Linked DNA regions of Anser cygnoides: region 2 is linked to region 1. Evidence: chromatin contacts called from public Hi-C data. All regions are on one chromosome and are shown on one strand. Each heading gives the region's core, a stretch centred on a gene start, on an enhancer-like site or on the middle of the called end of the contact. The rest is flanking DNA. Distances are from core to core; before and after follow the strand shown.

What was found. Hi-C and Micro-C count contacts between places; a contact is called where the count stands out from the background.
Region 2: a Hi-C map of liver shows a contact between it and region 1, with 4 times the contacts expected there. The contact joins two enhancer-like sites. A contact is called at or near these places in 4 of 7 Hi-C or Micro-C datasets (granulosa cells and liver).

The regions. Positions count from the first base shown.
Region 1 is chr4:49,979,600-49,987,040 of Taihu_goose_T2T_genome, reverse strand. The region is part of intron 3 of SPMIP2 (sperm microtubule inner protein 2); the gene reads left to right. Among named protein-coding and RNA genes, the nearest start is that of SPMIP2, 28 kb to the left of the region's middle. Within about 2 kb of position 2,785, at least 2 of the 3 cell types and tissues checked have open chromatin away from gene starts, as enhancers often do.
Region 2 is chr4:50,074,494-50,081,934 of Taihu_goose_T2T_genome, reverse strand. RAPGEF2 (Rap guanine nucleotide exchange factor 2) reads right to left here. Exons shown (of 28, transcript XM_066996104.1): 2 at 626-696. Among named protein-coding and RNA genes, the nearest start is that of RAPGEF2, 52 kb to the right of the region's middle. Within about 2 kb of position 2,789, at least 1 of the 3 cell types and tissues checked has open chromatin away from gene starts, as enhancers often do.

The DNA.
Region 1 (7,441 bases), core at 1,536-4,035:
GCTGATTGCGTTGGCTGAATTTTTGTCTTTTTAAAATGTTGTTCAAGCAAAAAGATGAATACTCATCAGTTCAGATACACGGAACACAGTACTACCTGTGATGTTCATTCTTCTCATTTTTGTCCTGAGTGGTATTTAAAAGTAGGTCAGGTTTCTGTATGCCAAGCATTAGAGGCAGCAACACCTGTAATTATCGTTCCTTTTAACGAAGTGCTTGTTGGTGATTTAAATCTTTTCCAAATGCACCACTCCATTAAAATGCCTGGTGGTGTATAGGCAGTCTCAGTTTTTTAAAGATTCAGCTATAACAGATCATCTTTATTTCAGAATTGAGGAATTATGTTGCTTTGCCCTTATTAAAAATAAAATCAGTAAAAGGAATGGGTTTTGTTTGCCCTCACACCTCTGGAAACAAGACTTGAAATTTCTCAAGCTTGCCACCATGATGAGGTTGTGCATGAGCAGTTTTCGCCTGACCAAGTCCTACCGCTTGGCGCAACAGTTCGTTATCCTCAGAAGAAATCTATAATCATTTATTATATAAATTCAGTGAATATTCCCCCAGCATCGCATGTGCTCCAGGTCTTTTGAACAGTTAAAGGGCAGACCAGGTCTAAAGTGAGAAGGTATGAAAACTGTGAAGTGAGAGGGTAGCCATGAAGATGGGAAAAGATGGGAATAGGAGGGCCCCTAAACAGGAACAGAGGATGGGGAAAAGGCTGTAAGGCAGGAGGAGACAAAAGCAGAAGCTGGAGAGATGGAGATGTTTTTCTTTAATCAGTCCTCTCCCACACACATTTTGGTTCAGAACTTGAAAACGAACAGATAGCTCTTGGGCCTCAACCTACCTCTGCTGCTAGCAAACAGCTTTAAAACCCAATGGGGTAAAACCACGTTTTCTCATTCACCTCTCTTCCTACCAGTGAATGCTGCCCCCTGCAACCTTAATGCTATTTTAATTTCTCTTTGCCAATGTAATAAAAAATAATTACTGTAGCAGCATAAAGGATTATCAGATTTGTCTCTTAGCTGAGGCATGGTAGGAATGCAAATAATCAACCAAAGAGTTGACAACCTAGAAATGCTGATTGCCTTACAGAATAAATGGTATGTGGACATGAGTTTCTTATCCTGATACATACAGGTTTATTTGCATAACTGTATCTTAAACATCAATTAAGGACCAATCCATGCAATTGATATATATATTAAAAAAAAAATCATAATCAATGCTTTCTTACTCAAGGAAAGTTTCAAGAGAGAATTAGCATTCTAAATTGCAAAATATTCAAACAAAACCACTGATTATTACTGATACGAGCTTTTAAATGGCTTATGACACATCCAGATTGGTTCAGTAAGAAAACAGGTTTGGGGCTGGATAGTAACTGAGATTTTCTGTTGGTTTTGTGGTTAAGGATAGCCAGATGGATAAGGATTTTATTATAGGTGTTGGCAAGTTAATGCTGCTGAAAGCCTGACACATGACGCGTTGACTCAAAGCTGGAACATCAGACTTTCATCAACACTAAATTCAAGCAGTGTTTCTGAAACTGTAGCCTGGATGTGCCACTGCAGTTTGTGTATAACCTGCCTCAAAAGAAGAATAACCACAAACATCAGGAATTATTCTGTCCTAAGTGAGAAGGATTAGCAAAGAGCATTCACCACAAAAGAAGAGCCAGAACTCTTGAGAAGCCGCGCGTGCAAATACATGTACTGCGTTCTGCTCCTGTGTGTGCCCAGCTTGCACAGAGCCCACTTCACATCACCCAGCCTGGAAAAAATAGGTTTCACCTGCGGTCTTCTACTGCACTGAATCCAGACTTCAGATAGGAGAGAAGCACGCAAGTCATCTCCAAACCCTGTACTGTAGATGAAGCTCTAAAACACATGCAATTTGTTGAAAATACATGCACCAGATTCATCAGTTAAATCCCTGATTTCCTAATTCAACAGTGAAAGCAGCGTTGGCTTGGAATGTCTGAACCAAAGCAATCCAGCTGGAAACGAGTCGTCTCCCAAGGAGTCACACGTGGCTGACATTTATCTTTGTTTCTTCATTTGTAGGATAGACAGCCATTTACATTCCTGAAAGACCTTGTCTCAGCAGTTTCCCTTTTGAGATGGTACAGTAAGGAAAAGAGCTAACTAATCTATTTGTGGCCTTCAAACAGTACACCAGAAACTTGATACGCATGGACAGGTGCTTGCCTGGGAAAGCTGTTCATCTAATTTTAGATATGCCAAGATGAACTGGAGGAAAAAATATTACGGATAGGGTAGTGACAGCAGAGAAAGGATTCTGGTTAGGAAGAGAATAGAGTAACTTGACCAGTGTGTGTCCATGCAGTGTGCCATTTTGTTACTAACATGAACAATATAAAGCTTTACCTTAATTATCAATTGATGTTCAGTGATTAAGCATCTCTTTAGAGTGTCTCCTCTTGTCAAAATAGGATTTCTTTCCAAAGACGGCCCCTATCTCTTGGCCAGCTTAATATGAGAACTTCTCCATTAATACAGATTTCAGCTGAGATAGCGGACACCTGCATGGAGCCAACACAGCAATCAGCAAGAGGGCAGGTAGGGAGAGCTCAAAAATGAGCAGCAAGCTGCTGCATTTGAGATATAACAGAGGTCAATGCTTTCCTAACCAGGGCTTTTGGTCAGGGGACATTGGGAATGAGGTAGGTTTTGGATGCTTTTTCCACGAGGGCAGGATGTGCTTAGCTTGCAGTGCCTCCCAGCAATCAGCAGCCCAGCTGGAACCCATCAGCAGCAATCGGCTCCGGGCTCATGACATCACTGTGGCACGGAGAACATTTTTCACATACTAAGACAGCACAGATACAGGCTGGGAGCCGGAGGAGTTTGTTAAGTAGGCAAACTGCTGGCTGCAGACCCTTCTTTTCTGCAGGTTAAGCTTTTCGTTTCATTGGCGTGATAGCATTTTTCAGCTGCAAAGGGTGATTAAAGACACCATTAACATTAGCATCAGTTCAACGTGCGTGTCAGGACCCCTAGTAACTATTGAAATACACACAACGCACTGCAACCCCTCTTTGGTTTTCTGAAGGGGCTGAGGCTTCTGGCTGTAAATTTTGCTCAGCGGTACCGTCAACTGTTTTGCAAAACATGCAGAAATTGCAGAAATCAGTCTGGTCAAGAAACGCATATTTAGCTTCAGCACAGCTGGGAGCCCCTGGGAGCAATGCCGCATTATACCTCAGCGCAGGCAGGCTCGTGGCAGAGAAATGAATCAGCCATGTACTTTGCCCTACAACCTCACAGCAGGCATGCCAAACAACAGGCTGAGAGGCCAACTTTTCACCTTATTGCACCTTTGGGAAAGAGGCATTACAGTTGAGGAATTTTGCAGTGTGCTACGAGGTTTCACAATGCCTGGGCAAACAGAGATGGTGAAAGAGCCCAGATCTGTCAAGTTGAAAGGCTAAATCACCACTTCGCTCACGTGCCTCTGGAAGCCACCACTCGCTCGTGTGCGGTTGGATTGCCCTTGCTTCTTTGTGCTAAGGGAGCAGTGTTGCTAAATCAAGAGAGGGGCTTCATCTGGGGGCTCTGACAGGGAAAAACGAACATGAGCACCCTTATGATGGGCCAACACTGCCAGTAGTCCACAACAAGCAGGAGAAAACTGTTAACAGAGGCTGTGGTTGTCTAGCTGATCCTCAAACGAGCTGAGATAGAAAAGTTCCTTCTTTTCATTTCAGATACCATGTCTCACTCATGACCTCTAGAGTGAGAAATGCAGAGAGAACTGATGTTAAATAGGAGCGCTCTAAAGATGTAGTGAAAAAAAACTTATTTCTGCAGGCGTTTTAACTATTTGCATATGGCTACTGCATCTGTAAGAGCACAGCAGAGAAGATGCTTGCTTGTGCAGGTGTTAAGATACTTAGCCAGCAACTAAACAATCATACCTCATTCATCATTTCCAATGACGATATACCTGATTTTACAAAACTGTATTTTTAGAAGCAAGTTTTAGTCAATTGTGGTAATAGCTTTCCATTTAAAAGTGTAGGAAGCTATACGATTTCTAGCAGATTCTGGCAGATAGCAGCTGCAACACAGCATGTCCATCTAGTCCGTGGTGGTTAGGCTGGAGTCAGATGCTCCACAAAGCAGACCAGCCAGGGTCTTTAGGTCTGAGTGATTTGTGAAGACAGCAGGGTATCAGAGTTACACTATCAAAATGCTTTTAATTCAAAGTGTTAAAGTTTCAAAGTTCAGATGCGCAGCGGTCACATTTACAGAAAATTTTAAATTGAATTTTCACCGCACCGGGAAGCATTGGGTACCAGCAATAGCAAAAGAGAGAAGGCAGCTTTGTTTCTGTTGCTGGTTTTAAGGGAAGTTTTCAATAGCTGCCAGTTATCATCTAGCTTCCTTTGCTCAAGTTAAGTAAACTACAGAAACTGCACATCCACTATACTTAATGTATAACTGAAATAACATATTGCAAAAGGTACAAATAGCACTAGTGGTCACGAGCCCTGAACCGGAGGGAGGGAGGGACAAGCAAAATAACTGAGGACAAGTTCAGAGTACACTGAAATCTAAAAACCAAAAGCTTGTATTCTTATTAAAGTTTTGGCTAAATTAACGAGATGGCTGAGTTCCAATTGGGCTCCCATCCCTTGACCACAGCACAGTTTGAATGGTTCCTGCTACTGCAGAGTGCTGCTATTTTCAGACGTGAGGCCTAGAGCAAAGCCCCAGGCTCACATGAGCCAAAGGCACCGGAAGAAGAAACCAACTTTTCTTGTTTTCTGCAGATGTCAGCACACAGCCACTTCTCACACACTAGAGATTAACTAGTAAGAGGTGTGGACTCCATCTTTTACCCAGTCACAATAGATAGGTCCTAAGATTTCAGACTTCTGAGTGTAGCCTCAGCCACCAGGGCATTATTTGACCTCGATTTCCTAGTAGCCGCTGCTCAAGCCCTTTGCATTCTTCCTCGAGTTGTTCCACCTCTTTAGGGATTTTTCCAGCTGACCCCTTTGATCCTATCTGAAGAAGCTGAGCAGGGGCAGCTCCTTGCATGGAGGAATATCAGGCCTGACAAACAACAGCTGCAGCAGAAGTCAGAAAGCCTTTTACATGGTGCTTTCTTCCCCATCATCTCCACAGAGCCGCCTTCTGAGTGCAAAATATGCTTAGCACTTCATCTTCATTCTCTGGTGACTTCGCCTTTCCCCAGCCAGCATGACAGCAATTCAGCAGCTGCTACACCTCATTTATCAGCAGCTTCCTTCACCTGTGCTCAGAGCACTTGACAGTCATGGTCATAACTCATACGAAAGGCGAGTCCCCTCCTGAAGCAAGCAGAGCTGCGTGGTGCCCTCCGCAGGCCTCACAGCCAAGGGAGACGCCGGCTCCCCTCAGTGATCAGGAAGCTGTCACAGACTGGAAACTGCACGGATTTGCACTGTACTTCTCCAGAAGTTACCACTTAGGACATTACTGCAATTAGCAGTAGTGGCAGCTACCCTCACGGCAGGCTGCAGTGGGGGCAAAGGCCTGTAAGGGCCTCAGTGCAGTAAGAACCAGGCCCGAGACAATGCACCATGAAGGGCAGCAGGGGCTGCAGCGCTGAGCTCTCTGATGCCCTGCTGGAGCTAGGCAAGCCAGCTGAAACCTGCTTTTACACTGACTGCAGCTGGGGGAAAGAAAAATTGAATTGGCACTGGTGCTACAAAACACACGTTTCTGTATTACAGCCAGATGTAGCTGTTACTTCGCCCCTCCTCCAGGATCCAGCTTCTCTGTCACAGCTAAGCTGAAGTAACAGTAGGCAATGGTGGGAAGGGGAGCCATGCTTCCCCCTCATCCTCAGCACCCGGCTGCGGAAGCTCAAGGCAGGGGTAGCAGCTCTGGTCTGACACCCCGCTTCAAGAAAGTACACAAAGGAAGATTTTACACAAGGGAAGATTTCTGCTGGCAAACAAGGGATCAGCAGTCGATTTGCTTAACTAATGCAAAACCCACAGCCCAGGACTCCCAGTCCATCCCTGTGTGAAGGGGACCATGCTGAAGGACACAGACCTGTGGTCACCTTCACCTGCTGCGAGGCGCCCAGATGGTGAGCTCAGACCTGGCCTCACAGGAACTTAGTCCACTGAATGCAAAGACCACAGCCATGTGTATTCCTTCCTGTAGCAGGCATGCAGCCTGTTCCTTCTCCTGCCGTTGAACCTTGCATTTCTTCCCCTTGGCATCTGGGAATAACTCAGGCTACGCCCGGGTTTGACGCTTGCCTCTCTCTTCAGCAACTTGTGGTGTCTTTCAGCACATCGTTTTTGCAACAAGAGCCACTACTTAATCTCCAGCAGCAGGAAGAAATCATCCAAAATCCTTTGTTTTGAGATGCAGTTTATGTTTGTCTAGTTATCCCAAAGGCACCTTCCCCCCACAGGGACCCTCCGTCCTCAGCTGCCCAGCAGCTGGCCAGGATCAGGCCGCCCCTCGGGAACAACTGCCGGGACTGCCATGGCAACTTATCCCCTCCGAGAGTGACAGTCACATCTTGCCTGGTCAGGGCTGCTTTTGATCTTCTGATTCCCACCGTACAGATTAAAATCAGCAGCACCAAGACTGAATTAGGAACTCATAACAGACACCGGTGGAAAGAACTGGAATTTATGACTCATAATTTTACTTTTTTTTTGGCTCATTCTTCTTGCATTTCCTCCTGCCCCTACCCTTTCACATAGTTTAAAGCTATTTACACTGGTTGCATTGTGCTTTAAGAGAAAACCTGCATTATATCAGTTTCCTATATTGAAATAGAAAGATGTTAAGACTCTGCATTGCCACACAGCGTTTATCACAACTACCTGCCCATCAATCTGTAAAAGCTAGCGCATACACTGTTTCTGTGAAGCAGTAAGTTAGCATCTTGTACACTCCACATGCTTGCCTCTAACACCTTCCCACTGCTGCAAATGAGAAACTCAGAGACGAGCTTCATCTTTCACTTCTGCTTTTATTTGCCTGAAAACTAGCACTTTTCTGGAGTGGATGCCAACTGCTGCTACTTCTAAGTGCTGCTCAGCAGCTTGTCATGAGTTACTTTTTCCATGTCTTTAACGCATCCCAAGCAAAGAATAAAGATGCATAACAGTAAAGAAGCAGGTGCTTGGAAAACAAATTATTTCTTTGGCAGTATCTGCATGGTAAATACTTTCAGCTAAATCTCTACCCTTACAGACACAATTGTGATCATACACAATGAGCTTTCAAGGCAGCGTTTAAGAGTTAGAGAATTAGTTTCCTCTCTTTTCTTTTGGGAAAGACAGACGGAAGCCTGGATGCTGGACACTATTTCTCTGACTTTTAAAGGAATTCCCAGGAAGGGAAAATTAAGGAGTATGCTACTCCTCTTCCTCCTCCCCAGCCCGGCCAGCAGGAT
Region 2 (7,441 bases), core at 1,540-4,039, 95 kb before region 1:
AAAATCCTTAGCTGTCCAGACACTCAAGGTGACACAAGATCTGGAGACTGAGGTACATAAGTAGATTTCAGTAGGCCTTTTTCAATGGAGAGACGCAAACAAGAGGCAGCAAGACACTACACACTCACCTTGCTATCAGAAGCAATTCAAAATTATTTCTATGTAGCCCTTCTACATGCATTCAGGGCTGGTTCATACCCATGATAGAAGAAGCTTCAGTGAGAAGAGTTTAAAACACTGACAAAACTATTTTCAGCTGAAAACATTCTAAAGTAGAAACATTACCACTTTCTTTATTGTATTCAACTTTGATTATACCTACTACCATGCAAGTTCAAAACTTCCGTAAAAAGTCTGTAATAAAAAATATGTACTCCTTCATATAAATCATGGAATTCCATTTTAATAAAATGAAAGGATAATAAAAATTCTGGCAGCCATCTTCTTGCTTTTTGATGGGAGTGTCAAATGCAAGTGACAAACACCTAATAAAATATTATTTCCATGCTTTCTATGAAATATACCTTAAATAGAAGATTGTGTCTGTAAGAAATGTTTATTACTACACAACTGTGTAAACCTTTTTTCCCCACACATAAGCAGTAGCTCTTATAAAGCATCATACCTTAGCTGATGTTCTCGCAGATTAGACAAGGCTTCCATTCCATGTAAATAGGAATACACAATCTCCAAATCCTGAAAACATATGGAAAACATTATTAGGATTTTAATTTGGTACAAGCTGTTAAAATGCTGCTTTTATAAAGCATCTAAAGCTCTCCTGTTACGGGCAGCAGGAATATTGGAAATAACACATTTACAGGCAATCAAACGCAACCTGCATGAATACCTTTGATTCTACTTCGGAAACTAACACAGGGAAGGATGGTGCTAATGACCACATCATAAAATTCAAACACAGAAAACCTTTCTGCTTTTGCCGTCATTGCTCGTGTTCAGTAAACAAGCCTGGTCCAGAATTCCAGTGAGCTATGGTGCAACTGCCCTGCTTCCCAATGCCAGTGTACCCAAGAACTTTCATTTACTCCATAAAGCAAGCTCACAAGAAAATAGTCTTTTCAAGTTCAAGGGAAAAGAAAAAAGTGCAAAAATAGTCTGCAAAATAACCCAGTGTAAATGTTTAAAAAATTGTACCTTTGTCAAATGGAAGCTAAACCACAAGCTTAAGTGAGAAAAAAGATGGCATGAACAGTCAATTATTGGCATGAAATAACCAAAAAAAAATAAATTAAATACTAATTACATGACAAATTTTACATTTAGTTTTAAATTTACTGTGGAACTCTGAAACCCAGACACAAAAAAAAAATTAATAAAGAGATGAAAACATCACCCAAGACTAAAACTTCCCAAGATGCAACTGTGGAAGTATTAACATCAATCTCAAGGGTTTGCTGATGTTAGATCACTACAACACTTAAAGCTTGATTTCAGCCCACAACATCTATGATGATTTAACTTTGGCTCATGGATTTGATACTGTTTCACCATCCATTTTTTAAACTGGTTCTTTGAAAAACAAACCAGTAGCTCACAACAACTAGCTGAGGCTGACAGAAAGCTGAGAATAAACTAACACCCTTGTAACTCACTATAAGAATATGTTTTCAAGTAATGCAGTTTCTCAAAACTAATAATTTGTGAAATATTTTGTCACTGTGAAAACTTTATTTAAAACTGAATGCGAGTACAGAGATACTTCAGTGTCCAGGCACAGTGAAAGAATGCCATGTGAGATGCTCTGAAGGAGACTTGAGCTCTGAATTCCCCCAGGAGAAGTTAATGTTAATTAAGAAAAATAAAAATATGATGTAGTTTAGTATATTATTGTACAAGTGTTACTGTACTTGTTTAAACCACTCTACAGATAAGCAAAGACACCAGGAGTTACAGTCAGTGGTTGAAACTAAATAAATGTCTTTCATTCAATACCTAAAAGAATGATTTTTTCCTCACACTAAAAAAAAGGAAAAACTCAGTTTGAAAAAGCAGAAGAAATGCACAAGTGAAAACTTTGACTTCACTTCTGTTCTGGTCCTTCTGTTCCCTTGTCCTCTGGAGGCTTTGGTCCTCCTGCGAGGAGCAGAGGATGCGTGAAGGACAAAGACAATTATGCATGATCTGGGATGGAGGGACCTTGTACATGCGACTTTGAGGAGGAAAAAAAAACAGCTACTTGCAGGTTTGTTCTACACCTTCCCTCACACCCCCATTTTATACTAATAAAAACATATAAAAGCTCATGTCTGCTGCTGTCTTGCAGGGACCCCCAGGAGCCACAAGCCCGTCTGTCCTAGTGGCACTGCAGTGCCTCAGCTGCCCAAGCCACCAGCCGCCCCAGGGAGCTGGGAGTGGATCACTGGGGATCAGACTTCCACATAACCCATTGCTACTAGCAAAAGCCTGGTCAGAAGGTGCTGCTGTAAGTTGTTTTCAGCAAGCCTGTGTAACAACAGACAGGCGCTGAAAAGGAGAATAACCCTTTGCCCTCAGCGCTGGCACTGAGGTTTCTCTGTAGTGGCGTGGGTTTTACATGCAGTGAAGGATTCACTGCCTGACAGAAGAACCACTGAAGATGCCTGATTACATGGACCCACAGCTGTAAAAGCAAAAGTGCATGGTAAAAGGGATCCGCAGACCTTTTGTTCTCCTGTTGAAACCAACAGACATTTCAGCATTGCAGGTGATGTGCACCAGCACTGGATCAGACAACAGCTCCTGATAAGAGCTGCAGCCCATTCTTCAGGCAGAACCTTCCCACAGGGTGTCTAACAGCAAACAGCTCCCTCTAGCACCAAAAGCTTAGCACTGAAATTTAAGTAACAAATTCAAGTATCAACCCTGTCATTAAATTCTGCATAACTGTGCAAGATTAAAAAAAAAAAAAGAGCCAGCCAAAAGCACTGAATATATTTTCATATACTGCCAGTAGGCGCTGCACACTCCCGTTCAGCAGCATTAAAAAGTAGGAAAGCAATTTGAAAAAAAATAATCCAAAGATTAATACAGTATCCCCGTTAGTCACCTCTGTTTTCAATTTATCTCTGGAAAAGCTATGCTTTGTTTAGTTAGCAAACATTTTTATCAAACATGGATGTTTTAGTGTTGTTTGAACGTCTTGATTAAAAGTGAGTTAATGGAATGCAGGAGTCCTTCAGAAATATTTGCACCACATCTTTTAAAATCCTAAGTAAATTCAGAATGTTTGAAACAGTGGCAGAATAAAAGCCACCTTTCCTCTACCCCCAAAAAAAAATTCACACATACACACAAACTTAGGCTACGAAATTTTTCAATTTTGGTATTATAGACAATTGCCAAAAAGCTAAAAATTCAAAATTCTCAGGAAAAGAACTTTCTCTTTCATGGACACGATCTGTCTTTATATTTAAGCAGAATAGTTGAGAAAATCCTTAAAAGATGCAATTAAATTCAGCAACACTGGGACTTAAACATCTTTTGAGATAAGTAGTTTTCAGGACCACAGCATGTTAACGCTAATCCCCAGAATGTATAAAAGCATACGAATGGCAGCAGTCTGATGTATTTTTTGTTTTTACAATATATGTACTTAAATTACCACAAGGTGGCAGACTGAGCCATCAAAAGTTCAGAGAAAGTAATTCTTTATAGTTTCTCTTATTTAAAAAAAGAATCGAATACTTTATAACAGCTTGTAAGTCAGAAGGAGCAAAGCTCACCATAACCGATACAACTGGTTAAACACTCTGCGACAGCAAGGGCGATTTATACAAAAAGTACTGAGAAACCACCAGCTTTCTGCTTTCTGACTTTATCAATTGAAAAAAGATGATTGCAATGACAATGTAAAGACTTGGCTGATCTTGCTACAAGAACTGAGATCTACATAAAGATCTTGGCAACAGTTTGTAAAAATATGTCAATGGAATCTCCAAATATTCTAATGGAATCTCCAAATTTCTAATAAAAATCTGCATTTGTTTATGTACAGATGTTGCATTTGTTTCAAACATGGTAATTTCAGTTACACAAGCCAAACCCAGAACATTGCCCCCAAATTCACAGCAGTTTAAGAAACGTTCACTTTACTGAAGTGATAGATACACCTCGAAATTCACTACTTTTGACTGAAAAATTTAAGCCTCCCTCGAAGTTTTGTACTTTTTCCATCCCGCTTTGTAGTAAGTGTGAAACTGCCAGCCTAACTCAACCGTTTATCATCCTTGCCACAGTTGAAAAGCAAAATGCTGGTCTGAGATACTCATTCCTCTGATAGTGAGAAATTCGCTCATTTCTGTGCAGTCATGGAAAGAAAGCGCAGAGAAGCTTTCATCCTACTCTTACAATAGCTCGTTTCATTTTGAATCAAAGGGTAAGAAAAAAATACAAGCTAATTCCCTAATTTATTTCCTTGGAGGGGAAAAAGAGGAGCTTCTCAAAGCACCTGATATTCACCTCAGGCTCCAAACTACCTGCCTGCTGACTATATACTACAGGTTAAGAGGCCAGCTCTTGTCAGAATAACCCATCTTTAGCTCAGATTGAGGGACCTGAGAGCAAACCCCCAGGGAGGACGCAGGTTGCGAGCAGAGGCCACGGTGCAGGCGGTCCCAGCCCGCTCACACCTCTCAGGCCCAGCATGGCACCCAAGCCACCTGGTTGCACTGCTGGGAAAATGGCCGCTCCCCGCCTGCTGTCCCCAGTGTGCTCAGCACCGCTCGAGACATCACCACGAGGCCCACGTTGTCCGGCTCAGGGAGATGAAGGCGGGACCTTAAAGCCTTCTGCTGGTTTACGTGCATTACGAAACTGCTAGCAGGGAAGGGGCACGTGTAGTTTTGATGTCGCTGAATGGTTATTTTAGCTTAAAATGGAACCTTTCTTTCCCCTTCAAGTATTTTAATGCTTTTTTACCCCATCAAATCATATACTAACAAGCGCAGTTTTTCTTCCTAGTGAGGAATAGTGAGCCACAATCAAAACCAACATTGCTGAAGTCTTGTCTTGTCTCTTTCCTTATAGCTGTAGGATCCTGTCCTTTTCCCCTTTTTTTTTTATTGCATCCAGCACCTGAAATCATTTGGCCCTCAGCAATTCAGGTACCTATACCGAGCATTTATTTCTCTATCATTAATTTAGCACCTGCCTGTACTGCTCCCTAAGGCCAAAGCAGTGCCAGCATTGCCAAAAGAAACAGGCCAGACTACTGCAGCAACTCATCCAGCTTAAACAGAAAAGTCCGTGTCCGCAGCAGACATCTGCTCCTGAGCAGGTTTGTGTACATGAGCCAGTCCGCACGAACGTGCCAGGCTCTCACAAAGAGCAGCTCCGGAGGACATACACGGCCCTGCCTTCAGAGACCACAGCCTCTGAAGGAAAGCCAGGGCAGACAGGGCGGCAGCAACTTCAGCTATCCCAGACAAACCCAAAGGCAAGACAAAACCAAAAGGTAAGGCAAAACCTTACTCTGAGAGTGAGCTCACACCTTGCAAATATTAAGCTGTCAAAGTCAGGAGCAAAGCCAGGTACAGACTGAACAGACTTACAGCATGACACAAAAATCCAGTCCTGCTGATACCGAAATCCCTGCTGTACACAAATGAAGATGAAGTACTCTACCTTCAGCTTCCCGGCAGCAGAAAAAATAAACTTTCTCACAGTTGCTGTGCAGGAGCATGCCCAGGTATGCATGGACTTATCAGTGAGCCATGCCACCAGTAATTTGCTGAGGAGATTAAAATGAAGGATTTGTCATGTAGGACAGAGTTTTGACATTGTTTCCCTCACATCAGGACCTTCATATTCAGGGCTGGGGTGCTGACACATGGGAAGCCAGCCAGAATACAAACTAATACACTGAAATTTGAGATAAATTATTCTTTTCAACTTCACTGCAAGCCACAGCAGCATTTTTCTGCACGTTATTCCTACTGCTACACAGCATGCTACACAGAGATCTGTGGCATTAAAAAATAGAGCCAAAGTAATAGAAAGCAATTTACCAATTCAATACAGAATTAAGTGACTGAACTGGCAGCTACATAGATACTGTTTTGAACTGTGGGGGGAAAAAAGTAACCAATCAACTAATAATTTGTGTCTGAACATAGAATAAAATTTCTAATTCTTAATATACTCAGTTTCCAAGTGTCATCTAGGATGACAAGAACACCAACCAGCCTAACACAGTTCTCCCCTTCTGAAGGAGCAGCACCACCACCTCCCAGCCAAGCTGCTCATCAGGAAATTCAAAATTCCTGATACAGACGCACAGGGAGTCAGCTCAGCAGAGCTGCTCCAGCAAGCACCATCATCCCACAGCGCCATCGTAATTTCTCCCTTTTCTTCTGCCTGACACAGGAAAAACGTAGAAAGTGGAGGGGTGGGAAGCAAGAACAAGTGGCACTGGAGACAGGTGGAGTGCAAAGCCACATACAGAGGGTAGGAAGACACCCGCTGGTTAGCAAAGCAGCTTTGCTGTCCCTAGTTTGTCACCCATCTGCCTATTTATTCTGCCTCTTCCTGAACTGCCTGCTCCAGGCACTAGCTCAGCTTTCCTCAAACCTGCAGCTCCCAAAGACAATGAGGAGACAATTTGCATGGAGGAGTTTCTAAAAACATACCTCCTTATCCATACTCAAAATGGGCGACTGAGATTGAAAGGCAACTTTTTAATTTAAAGGTCTGTTAGAGCCACCAAATGCTAAATTAGTTACTTTAAAACTTGTGGCCAGAGCTCTGAAAAAATTTACCATCCTCAACCTGCAGGAATTTGTCTCAACTAGCACGTACTGTATTTCAGGAAACCTATGACAAAACATTACTCCACAGTAATCAGGCATGACTAAGCTTGGGAATCAGCCTCTACCAGAAGGGCAGCAACCCAGCACAAACCTTCACTTCCTCTACTTCATCCACGCAGTGGGAAAGAACTCTAGAAACTGTATTGATCTTGTTTAGACTTGTTGACACACAAAAAAATTGTTATTATTAGTTCCACTAAAGGCAGGCACATTTGTTCTGGGTTAGGAAAAGAATTTTCAAACCCAATTGGAAACAGAAGGAACAGGCAAATTCAATCTGGAATTGAAGCACCCACACGTGAAGCTCATCAGGAACAACTCCAAAACCTCCTAAAGAAAAAGGAAAATTCTCATTTTCCTGGTCTGTCTTAACTGGGAATTCTTCCAGTACAGAACAAAAACGTGCTTCTCAAAAATCTTTAGCTGCATTACTGCCTCTAAAATTCAGAGGCTGGAGAAACACAATAGGATCGTGTTAAAATAGATGTGGAGAAACAAGATGTTTCAAATGGGACACTTCAGTCAGCCCTCCTGTCTTTCAAATATATTTTATTTAAACAAGCTCCCCTGGAAATAAAATCTCATTTATCTTTATTTTTGCACTATACATTTTTTTTCTAATGGAAACTGGGTTA